Linked DNA regions of Mus musculus: region 1 is linked to region 2. The links are chromatin contacts, called in public Micro-C maps. All regions are on one chromosome and are shown on one strand. The core of a region is the stretch at or near the end of the contact, and the rest is flanking DNA. Distances in the headings are between cores, read along the strand shown.

Region 1 (3,237 bases), core at 265-2,764, 310 kb after region 2:
GAGCTCCAATATCAGTTCAGACTTACATTGCTGATGAAATAGTGTGTCCTGTCTCCCTCCACCTTTCCTTCCACTGCCATCCACTCATGTGGCTTGGGTTATACAGATACAGAGATTCCCAGCACACACGGGACCTCTGTAGTCATTCGCACAGAACTCAGTCACATGGTGACTAACTTGCCCACTTGAATCCCATGACAGCGAAGAGTTGTGCACTAGGTGAGGTTCCATAGAGACCATTCCTCCATCCAAAGAGGGTAATAGGAAGTGGAAATTGAAGTTCTGTAGGTTGTGGCTCATAGCAGCTCTCTTCCTCTGAGCATGCCCACCAACGAGCCTACTCTGAACTTTACAGATGCTCCATCCTGTAGATCATGACACCCAGTGTTCAAATGCTACCAAAGTACTGAGCACTTTGGATTTTTTAAGTACTAGAAAATTGTACTTGATGTCGATGGTTCCTAGGAAAAAGAAGACATCCGATGGTGTTAGTTCATGGGATCAAGATAAGTTATTTCACTTACCTTTTGGGAGAAGGGTCTATGTCTCTTCCTTCTGCAGTATAATTATAGTTGTTTATGATATTGGGGGTGAAAGCAGGTGTCCCATACATGCTGTGCAAGAGCCCCTCCCCTGCCACACCCACAGTCCCTTTTTCTCTTCCTGACCAGCCTCACCCTTTAACGTTCCTTTGCCAATTCTCCTCTAACTATCTCCCCTGTTCGGGCCTTTGCCTATTAAGTAATTCTGAAAGCAAAGCGGCTCCTGTCCACAACTGTTTATAACTCTCCCAACCTCTACTTCCTGTCTTGAATCTCTGTCACCAGAGCTTTATAACAAGATTAACACTCAAGGAAGAAAAATGGAAGAAGGCTGAATTTTAATTTGCTGTTTCTTCACACACACACACACACACACACACACACACACACACACACACACTGCTCAGCTCAGTCAATGCCCAGAAATGAAGGCCAATAGATAATGATAGCAGGGTCTCCTATTTCCCACCTATTGTTTCCAATCCCAATTAGGAAAGGGGGGATGTGGGCCCATTGTCTTCTGGGAGTGTGCAGACACGATGTTATCATTGTGTTTACAGAGGTGGTTGGATTCCCCGTGCTCTGCACACCCCACAAAGATGACTGTCCCATCTTGATAAAACAGTACTGTCAGCCCAATCCCAAACACGCTGCACACTGAACGCATCACGGTGACAGCTGAGAGGAAACCCCGTGTTAACAAACAAGTTTGTAAGCCAGGAAGTGTTAATCAGTTCCTTCTACCCAGGGAGCTATGATGGATGGAGGCCCCGTTTCATAGGGGTTTCCTTCAGATAAAACAATAATACCCGGCTTTCGAGAACCCAGTTCAACCAAAAGCAATGATTAATCCCACAAAACGTCAAACATGGGAAGACTGGAAAGAAGATATCATGCATGGGGTATATAATTAGCCATGGTTATCTCTGAGAGGAATTCAGAATGTTTTGCTCTCAAGGAGAGTAACAATCTTTGTAAAGCGGACAGGGCAGGAGAGCCTCCCTCCGTTTTCTTATCCTATTCCACTCTGGGTAATCTTGAGAGTGGAAAGACACCAACGTGTGTGCTGGGACAACAGATAGGAACCAACTGTCCCAGACTGGCTGGAATCAAGGGTTACTCTGCCCGTTAGAAGGAAGACAGGGCCAGCCACCATGCTCTCCTTAGATATGAAAATGAATCAAAGCAGTCATGGTTGTTCTAGGCTCTAAGCTAAATCTCTGAGCAGTCCTGGGATGTGTTACCTGAATTTAATAGCCCAGGGTCGTGAAACTTGTTTCCCATTTTCCACCATATACACACTCGTGAGCTTTGTGAGTGCAAATGGAAGAAAAGATCATCCAAACAATTAACTGGAACATAGGAAAATGTATATGATATATGACATAATATATTATATATGTATATATGACTTTATATATGGCTATATACATATATTATGCATATATTATATGTATACACATACATATACATACATACACACACACACGTGTGTGTGTGTGTGTGTGTGTGTGCATGACAGTTGTAGTAAGGACCAGTTCGGGGGGGGGGGTGAATGACCAGCACCCAGGGTGTGCTTCCTCTGCATTGACATGGAGTTATAGCAGTGAAGTCTATACTACATTTCCAAGTTCAAGTTCATGAAAGAAGACCATTGTCTTTTCCTGGGATTCAGTGTGACTTGGCATGTTTGTCAGCTTTCTGTGGCTATGATAAAATACCTGAGACAAACAGCTTATAGGAGGAAGGATTCCTTTCCTTTCCTTTCCTTTCCTTTCCTTTCCTTTCCTTTCCTTTCCTTTCCTTTCCTTTCCTTTCCTCTCCTCTCCTCTCCTCTCCTCTCCTCTCCTCTCCTCTCCTCTCCTCTCCTCTCCTCTCCTCCCCTCCCCTCCCCTCCCCTCCCCTCCCCTCCCCTCCCCTCCCCTCCCCTCCCCTCCCCTCCCCTCCCCTCCCTTTCTCTCTCTCTCTCTTTCTTTCTTTCTTTCTTTCTTTCTTTCTTTCTTTCTTTCTTCCTTCCTTTCTTTCTTTGTAATGTTTTGACACATGATCTTACTGTGTAGCTGTAGTTGACCTGGAACTCACTATGCCAACCAGGCTGCCCTCAAACCCATAAAGGCTCACCTGCTTCTGCCTCCCCAGTGCCAAGACTAAAGGCATGCACCACCTTAACCAGATTCCTTTTGGCTCACAGTTTCTAAGACCTCATCCTATAGTTCTTTGAGATGGGATTGTGGGGAGGTACAGCAGCAAGTGATGGGACTGGAAAGCAGAAGGCAGGAAGAAGAGGGGAGGATGGGAGAACAGAGAAAGAGAGAAGGAGGAATAGAGAGAGAGAGGAAAGGAGGGAGAACTCACAAAACTAAGTTCTTCATCTATCTTCCTAGAAGTGACCCTTGCCATTTCAGCTTTCTTTTATTGGCCCAAGGAAGTGAATAGGTGTTTTGATCATTTTTCTATTGCTGTGACAAAGCCACAACCAAAGCAACATAAAGAAAGAAGGGTTTATTTGGGTTTACAGTGCCAAAGGAATAGGAGTCCATGATTGTGAAACAGAGAGGCATGGTGGTAGGAATAGGAAACAAGTCTTTAAACTCTCAGATCCCACTCCTACCCTTCCTCCAACAAGACCACACTCACTGAACCTCCCCAAACAGTGCTGCCAACTGGGGACAAAGCATTCAAAAACTGTAGTCTA
Region 2 (3,019 bases), core at 472-2,971:
CCTAGAGAGAGAGAGAGCAGTCTCAGCTTGATGAATCAATATTGTTTTTGCCTTTGTAATGATAGCAAATAATTCACAAGAAGATTGCGATTTTTTTCTCATTTAAAAATACTTATTTAACTTTTAAGTATGTGCACATATATGTGCCTATGTGTGGGTATGTGCACATGAGGTACCAGTCGAGGGGGCAGATTCTCTGAAGCTTGAGATACGGCTCACTGTAAATTCTCCAATGCGGTGTTGGGAACCGAACCTCTGCAGGAGCAGAGAGTGCTCTAACCATTCAGCCATCTCTCCAGCTCCGTGATTGTTTCTTATTAAAACAAAACAAAGCAAAACCCTCTAAGGAGTAGACAAAAGCTAGTGGGGAGGCCGTCTATTGATAGCCCTGTCAACGGGGACTGCAGTTGACTACTCTCTATAGTGGGGTCTATTCTTCCCACTTTCTTTGTGGGCCTACCAACTCTTCCAGATACAACTTTCTGATAATCTTCTGCTGTTGTATTTCAGGCATTGATCACCAGCCTGTGTTTCAAAGGGTCCCTGTCTGTAAGATGACAACACAGGGGTTTGTTGGCAGAATCTCCTGGTGTGTGTGTGTGTGTGTCTACTTGTGTACTTTTGTATAATGCCCACTATGTTCACTCTGAAGGGAACTCTCTCCCTACATGGCCCTGGGGCTATGCAGTAACTGAGTTATTCAATTAATATCAGAGCTCTGTGCTTCCTGCATTTTTCTTTTCTTGAAACCACATCTGACCATTACCAGTGCTTTTGTAGCCAAGTCCAGCTTGTGGCCGCGGGGTCAAGCTGGGCCAAGGATAGATGTAAATGCTTCCCAAAACAAACTCAAACGCCCACTTCGAGTGTTTGAAGATACCGTTTTTTTGAAAATTTTGTTTCGTGACTCAAGGTCGTGGTTCTCTACCGAGAACTCTGTAGATGGCAAAATCATGTCCTAAAGTTGAAAGGTTGGTAAAGAGACTTCCGAGGTCCATTGCGTTCCAAATAGTGGAAAGATGTAAACACAATCAGACCCTGTGTTTAAGGATATTGCCTTGATGTCTTGAGAGCAGCCATGGCAGGCATATTTGCCCCACAGGAATGGGCAAAACCTACACAGGGAAGCAAGATTGCTTTATCTATGTGGTCTTAATGGAGAAAGTGGTTACAATGTTCCCATTGCAGAATAGGTTGTAGGCTAACTAACATACCTGTACCTATTACATCATGAACGCACAGAACACCGAATTAAAAACTGACTTATCCAATCCAGCGAAGAATTCACTCGCACAATGGAAGAATGTGTGGAATGCCAGAGTACATGTCTCAGTGTTCACACTAAGTGATTCACTCTGAATCATCAAGCCACACTCAGAGGGGTTGTCACTTGCTCCCCAGGCTGGGCCATAGCTCAGCTCTGGATACAAGTGTTTGTCACAAATCAATAAAAGCTTCCCTTGAGCCTCAGTTGGCTGTGTGGCATTTGTAACAAACAGTTTTGCATGTCTCTTACTGATAAAGGCCACACCAGTTGTCCTTTGCACTAGAGAGTGTGTGACAGCCCCGTGTACCTGTTCATACGCTCTCTCTTGTTTTCAGAAAGCCAGTTGTTATATTTATCAGAATATTGGGTCCGTATCAGGCAGCTGCAGGATTGTGCCTGAGCGTCTGTGACACTGGGAGACACAACAATGCTGTAACCTTTGTCCCAACTCCCCACCCCCACTCCCTGCTGAGGAGTGCTCAGCTTCAAGCCTGCAGTTCTAAAGTCCTTACTTTTCACAGAGCAAGGATCCTTTGTGGCTGGCGAATCACAAGGTCTCCTTGACTTCCTCTTGATATTTACAGCCCATCTAACAGCCGGGGCCAAAGCGAGGAAATGTCAGAGGCTGGCTTCTCTTGCTCCTGAAGTAGATAGATGTCTACCAACCCAACACACAGACTGCCCGACCACCAGCAGTGAGTGATTCCATTCCCTTAACTCAAGCCTATGGCCTTTGGTCCATTCTGTCCTTTGAAGGGCTGGGGAATGATGTATTTCAGCAATACTCATCCCATACAGAAGAAAGCAAGATGACACTCTGCTGTGCCATAGGCAGGTACCCTAGGACTCCTAGGACATGGCAGCACGTGTAATCTGAAGATTAAGTGCACATTGTCTGTGCACATGTGCCTGTGTGTGCATGCTTACCTCTTCATGTGTGCAAGGACGTATGTGCCACAGAGTGCACATGTGGAGAGCACAAGTCAACCTCAGATATTGGCCCTCCTTAACGTCCACCAGCTTTCTGGTGGCTGGTGAGCTTTCTAGGGAGTCTCCTGTCTCTACCTCCCAACTCAGCACCATCCACTGGGAGTATAAACATGTGCTCTCACATTTGGCTCTCCATGGGTTTCTTAAAGCTAAACTCAGCCCCTCACCCTTGTGGCACGTGCTTTGCCACTGACCCATCTCTCCACACCCAGTCATTTATCCAACTCAGATCATTCCTTGTCCTATCGCTCGTGCCAAGTAATGCCTAGTCCCCTTTCAGGGGAGGGGAGGGGGGTGATTTTGAGCAATTGCACTCCACTCCTGCTTCTCATACATTTCTTGTTATTCTAGGCAAGTCCTGCATGCAGACAGAGGTTGCCAATAAAGTTTATTGTAGGAGCCAAGTGTCAATATCTGTAGCACCCCCCGCCGAGGGTGCTTGTAATTAAAATGCCACAGATAGTCTGGGAGAGGCATGAAAATTTGATGGCCAATTGATTTCAGGTTCATCTTGAAGTTTGTCCTCAGCTGGACTCGATACTCCTGGCAGCTGCGAGATGGCTTTTGTCAAAAGGGTCTTCGAGAATGAGACAGAGATGTCTTGTTCTGAATACTAAGCACCGCGTGCCGTTTATGACAGGTTATGCTTAGTGCTGGGTTGCACAGCTCCTGCTCTCCCACAATCTTGCCCTGGAAATGGGGAAGATGGGCTCTCAGGACTCCACTGTCCACACAAAAAGGAAGAGTACGTACGCTGACAAG

The links. Hi-C and Micro-C count contacts between places; a contact is called where the count stands out from the background.
Region 1: a Micro-C map of granulosa cells shows a contact between it and region 2, with 3 times the contacts expected there. The contact joins two enhancer-like sites. A contact is called at or near these places in 1 of 15 datasets of contacts at CTCF or cohesin (pro-B cells), 20 of 484 Hi-C or Micro-C datasets (B cells, the BV-2 cell line, CD4 T cells and 11 more), 2 of 115 datasets of contacts at active chromatin or transcription factors (fibro-adipogenic progenitors and large pre-B cells) and 1 of 9 other capture datasets (embryonic stem cells).

The regions. Positions count from the first base shown.
Region 1 is chr8:115,088,812-115,092,048 of GRCm38.p6, forward strand. All of the region lies in intron 8 of Wwox (WW domain-containing oxidoreductase), which reads left to right. Among named protein-coding and RNA genes, the nearest start is that of Gm39257, 130 kb to the left of the region's middle. Within about 2 kb of position 1,515, at least 4 of the 459 cell types and tissues checked have an H3K27ac peak or open chromatin away from gene starts, as enhancers often do. A contact at or near this core is called in granulosa cells, where this site is marked.
Region 2 is chr8:114,776,105-114,779,123 of GRCm38.p6, forward strand. The region is part of intron 8 of Wwox (WW domain-containing oxidoreductase); the gene reads left to right. Among named protein-coding and RNA genes, the nearest start is that of Gm16118, 70 kb to the left of the region's middle. Within about 2 kb of position 1,722, at least 52 of the 459 cell types and tissues checked have an H3K27ac peak or open chromatin away from gene starts, as enhancers often do. A contact at or near this core is called in granulosa cells, where this site is marked.